Linked DNA regions of Mustela lutreola: region 1 is linked to region 2. A link is a contact called in public Hi-C data. All regions are on one chromosome and are shown on one strand. The core of a region is the stretch at or near the end of the contact, and the rest is flanking DNA. Distances in the headings are between cores, read along the strand shown. Region 1 holds the start of GHRH (growth hormone releasing hormone). Region 2 holds the start of BLCAP (BLCAP apoptosis inducing factor).

What was found. A called contact is a pair of places that touch in the nucleus more often than the background predicts.
Region 1: a Hi-C map of an unstated tissue shows a contact between it and region 2, with 9 times the contacts expected there. The contact joins the promoter of GHRH here to the promoter of BLCAP in region 2. A contact is called at or near these places in 2 of 2 Hi-C or Micro-C datasets (blood and an unstated tissue).

Annotation. Positions count from the first base shown.
Region 1 is chr9:21,619,267-21,621,966 of mMusLut2.pri, reverse strand. It overlaps GHRH (growth hormone releasing hormone), which reads right to left and starts at 1,429. Exons shown (of 5, transcript XM_059132926.1): 1 at 1,314-1,429.
Region 2 is chr9:21,405,647-21,408,346 of mMusLut2.pri, reverse strand. It overlaps BLCAP (BLCAP apoptosis inducing factor), which reads right to left and starts at 1,402. Exons shown (of 2, transcript XM_059133254.1): 1 at 1,256-1,402.

The DNA.
Region 1 (2,700 bases), core at 180-2,679, 210 kb before region 2:
TCTGCTCAGCATCGGGAAACCTGGATTCCGGGTTCAGCTCCTCGACAGAGTTGCTCTGTGACCTTGGACAAGTTACTGCCATTCTCTGAACTGCTCTGCAATGAACGCGAGGGTGTGAGACCCCAAGATCTCAACGTTCCCTTCATGGTCCAAATTCTCTGGCCCAACGAACACCTAATGAAATGTCCCTCACGCCCTGGGCTTCGGGATCTGGTGTGATGTTACCCTGTATCAACAACACGCTTGGATGACTCAGTTGAACAAACCCATGGAGACATGGAGCGTTTATTACAAAGATCCATGCTTCCCGGGCACCCAGGGTCGCACTTGACTTGGAAGGAAATCCAAGAGGTAGCTCTGTGGGCGCTCTCTGGACACCAGCGGAGGGTAGAGGGCAGGTGGGAACTGCACAGAGCCATCGGCAGATGGAGCCCACTGCCTGAGGTCCAAGGAGCAGATGGTAGAAATAATTTTTTTAAGGGACAGCCCGTTGTTCTCTCTATGGCAGGTAAAGGGGCTGATTGATGAATGGCAACCAGGGATTGGGGGTTGAGATGACCCTAAAGGCAAGTGGTGGTGAGAAGCTGTCCTATCATGGTGCCACACGCTACCGGCATTGTGGGCCTGACCTGGGGAGCCGCATTCGAGCAGAGACATAAGAACCGAGGTTGGAGGGAAGCCACAGGAAGATACACAGGAACATAAACCAAAATGGGCAGGGAAGAAATAATTCGGATCCCTCTCTGGGCCAGAAGAGCAGCCCCTTTTCTGAAAGCCTGTCCCCTGCCACCAGCCCCAGCTCCCCATAGGCACGAGCCCTGCTGGGGTGTGGCAGCCCTTGCTCCAGAGGCTGCTTCCCATTTTCTCAGTTCCTCCCATGTGCTCTCTCTTTCCCATGACAAGGTTTCTGCTGGAGCCCTGTCCTCTGCTGGGAAGGCAGCTCTCTCTCCTGGTCAACTTCGGCTCAGACTGTAGCTCAAACCTGCCGCTTTCATGAAGCTCTCCTTAACCTCCCAGTCTAAGACAAACCATGCCATTTTTAGGTCCTTACACCATTATGTACTTTATTATTTTTTTAAAAAGATTTTTGAGAGTTTTTTTTTTCTCTCTCTCCTTTATTTGAGAGAGAATGAGAGCAAGAGAGATCACAGGGGAAGAGGAAGAAGCCAACTCGCCGCTGAGCAGGGAGCCCAATATGGGGCTGGATCCCAGCACCCTGAGATCATGACCAGAGCCGAAGGCAGGTGCCCAATCGACTGACCCACCCAGGTGCCCCCACCATTATGTACTTAAAAAAACAAAACAGCACTCACCACTATTACAATTTCCAAGTAGTTTTTTGATCCTTTTCAAAATTTCCAGGGGCGTCTGGGTGGCTCCGTCGTTAAGTGTTTGCCTTCGGCTCAGGTCATGATCCCAGAGTCCTGGCATAGAGCCCCATATCAGGCTCCCTCCTACGCGGGAAGCCTGCTTCTCCCTCTCTCTCTGCCCCTACTTGTGTTCCCTCTCTCTGTGTCAAATAAATAAATAAAATCTTTAACAAAATAATAAAATGAAATAAAATTTCTAGAAATAATTTCATCCTTTTAGAACATTTGCAGGAACTCCCATAGACTCTTGGTCCAGAACCAACACTTGTTAACATTTTGTCATATTTGCTTTATTAATTTCTCTCTGTTTCTCTGTGTGTATGATAGATTATATAAGTTATATATACAAACTACATGTATAGCTAATATATATACGATTGTTATTTTTTTAAGTGCTTGAGAAAAAGTTGTAGACGTCTTGCCCTTTACCCCTAAATATTTAAGGATTATTTCCTAAGAACACGATCATTCACTTACAGAACCACACAATTAAATCAGATGATTCTTTGAGTAATGTCTGTCTCTTTTCACTTAAATGTAGACTCTATGAAGTCGCGGGCTACTTCTGGCTCACTGCCTGTGTGTGGATCACCTAGCATAGCATCTGACGTGTCGTCGGTGCTCTATAAATATTTGTTGAATGTATAAGAAATCCTGAATTGGGAAGGACTTGTCATCAATGCTGCCTTCTACCCTAGCCCTGAGCTTTCTCACTCAGCATGCTCTTGGTGTTGGATGGGGTTGGGTGTTTGGATTTGTTTTCTTGTCTCCATTTCTGGGGGGAATCAGAATCCCACCTGGTAAATTACAGTGCCTGGAGATTTGGCTTCTGTCAGTTTCAAATCCTCTCCAACCAGCCCTGGCCCTTGCTCAGCCTGTCTTGAGTGGCAGCCGCCTTTCCTCTGGCCCAGCGGCACCTGTCGGCTATCTCACCCAGTTAATTAGCCCCATGAGAGAGTTCTGGCAAAGACAGCTGGAATGCAAGCCAATCTTTCCATGCAATTGCTTGTATGAGGTGTTGGCCTCTGCCTTGGAAACTGCCTGTAAGCTGTTGGCCCACTAGGTGCTTTGAGCTACCTTGCAACCTGTGCTGGGCCATCCTTTGGGATATTGTAGCTGCTAAGTTAACAGAGGGGCGGATGGAGACAATGGATGTGCTCAGGACAAATGGGGGCTGGAGCTCACAGCGCCTGGAATCCAAGTTGGAGAGGTCTTTTTTTTTTTTTAAGATTTTATTTTAATTTTTAGATATATATAGAGAGAGCACAAGCCAGGATAGGACCACTGAGCAGGGAGCCTGACGCAGGACTCGATCCCAGGATTCTGGGAT
Region 2 (2,700 bases), core at 153-2,652:
CACACAGTGACAGGCTTGGAATGGAATGCATATGTTTCAAAGAGAAGAGAACAACAAAAAAGACAGCCAAACCCAGACTTCCAGATTCCTCTTTGAAACAACATATTACAGATAAAAGGTTAAAACGTTTTTGGCAGCAATTCTAACAAGACCAATTACAGATCCGGAATTGATCTGGTCACTGGAAACTGACCAGGGCTCTGAATCTTTTAAAGATGTGCTTGACATTAATGAGTCTCTGATTTAAAATAAACAAATAAACAAGATCTAACACTTGGCATTAGCACTTAAGCTGGAACTTTTTTTTTTTTTTGTCCTGGCTTTGGTGTTGCTGTCCAGAAGGCTCTGAGGGGATGGCTGGACCATGTCAGGCAGGGCAAACAGAAGCTGTTCCCAACACACCAGCTCCCTGAAAGGGATAAAACACGATCCGAACCTATGAACAGAAAGATCATTCGCTCCCTAGGACAGATCCCAGTCTGTCCCAACATTTAGCGTTGCCCAACACTTAGCGTTGAAAAGGGACACGGAGGCCTGGAAGGAATTTACAGAAAGTCTGGAAGGGGTAAGCAAAAAGAACTGTTCCCCATCCCCCATTCTTTCAGGCCATTGGTGTGCCAGGCATTCCGTTCCTTCAGCTGCCCTTGAGGGCCACTCCCCATATATACTGGAGGAAAGGAAATGGTGTCCAGACTTGATGTAAAGTTATGAGATAGGTAAGAAGCACCCGTGACTCAAAGCCGAGCGTCAACCTATTACCCCATCACCTTAGACACCAAAGCGGGTGCCTTGGGGCGGGAGACCCCTTTACGCCCCTCTCACCCACGCCCCTTCTGATTTAAAAAAAAATAAGACTGAAGGGTCGGAGACAAAATAACAGGACTCTCAGAAGCTGGGCCCCCTGCCATGGGCCCCTGGGACGAAGAGGCGGTAGTCGCGCCCCTCAGCCCCGCGCTCCCCGACTCTGCCTGTCCCGTCCCGGGAATAGACAGGCGAGCACTGACCTTGGAGGCCAGACCGAGACCCAGGGGTCCGGTCACTCGGCCTCGGCCCGGGAAAGGACTCCCGAGGCCCAGGTTAGGGCCACACAGGGCAATCACGTGACACCGGACAGGGGTGGCCCCCTGGGTGCGCGGAAGGAAAACCCTAGAAAAGGACGGGGAGACGCCTTAAGGTGACCCCAAAGGGACAACATGGCGGCGCCGCCGCACTGAGGGCCTCTCATCCCGTCCCCAGGGGGCCGACGCCACGGTACCTGCGAGCCCTGCCATGGCGCCGCCGCCACTGTCGCCTTCGCTGCCGCAGCCTGCCTCCACCTCAGCTCGCCACCGACGCCGCAGGAAGCCGGGGAGACGCCCCCTTCGTCTTCGAGTGGAGCAGTCCGAGGACCCCTCTTGGCATTGGGCTGCCTCCAGAAGACGCCTGATCATAAACCCCAAGTTGCGGTCATCTTCGCCCGATATCCCCCAAAGGTTCGCCTCTTATGAGCCTTTGAAAACTTTCTATGTACGTGTGAGGAACTGACAGAGCTCTCACGTCTTCAAGTCCGAAGAATTTTTAGTCAGGCGCATCTCGGGTAGTCCCGAATCAGGGCCTCATGGTCCCCTCATGCATATGCAGCAGATTGTGATCCTTACTCAGTGAGAGCCCGAGGGGGCGTACCTTAGTCTCGGTAGGTGAGCTCTGGGTTCCGCGTCCGTGCGTAGGTTACCCGGGTCATCCGGGGCAAACCTTCTCTTGGCTCAAAGTCCGCCCTCTCCCTGGCCCTTTCACCAAGGGGCCAAAGTTCAGGAGCGGGAAAATCGGGTTCAGAAATTAGGACCTGACTTGGGTCAGGACCTGACTCCTCCCCTTTCCCCATACACGTTGGGGCATCTTGACAACCGCGACTCTCAGCTTCCCTCGGTGCGATGAAATGCTTACCTCACAGAATTGTTATGGGGGTTGAATGAGTCAGGATTCGTTTATTAGCTAATTAAGCGCATTCCTTGAGCGCTTACTATCTGTAAGTGCAGTGCCAAAGGCAAGAGGGTTGAGTGGAAGGTGGAGTGGAGAGCCGTAGACACTGCTCTAACCTCAAGGCTCTGCCAGCGCAGTGTGGGCAAGTGTAGGGGCGGGCGGAGGGCAGGCGGGGGGGGGGGGGGAGACGACAGTCAGCAAACAATGACTGTGTTAATAATATTAATCAAGTCAACGTACAATTATGCGGCGTGGGAAGTGTCGTGGGGGAACGTAAGGAGGATTCTGAAAAATGAATGGGGTCCTAACATGGGGTAAGGGGTGTGAGGGTGGATACGCCCTGAGAAGCTGGCATTTAGACTGAGAAACTAAGGACAGTTAGGAGTTGTGCAGGGCTAGAGCGAAAGGGGAAATACTATAGGCAAAAGAACCACTTGTCCCAGATGAGGTTGGAAGGAGCAGGGTGGGGGTAAGTGCCGAGAAAGGAGTAGTGCAGGTAGAACTACCAAATGAATTTGGATTTTATCTTGAGAGTAATAAGCCATTTTTTTTTAGAGGAATGATAACAAATTTGTTTTCCAAAAGGCTACCCTGGTTGCATGGCTTGGAGGACACTTGGGAGCAGATGTAGGGGGACCAGTTAGAAGGTTTTTGGAACTTTCTAGCTACAAAGTGATGATGACTGAGGGTGATGGTTTGGAAAAGTGGAGAAATAAAGGATGAAAGAGTGGATGCGTGCTA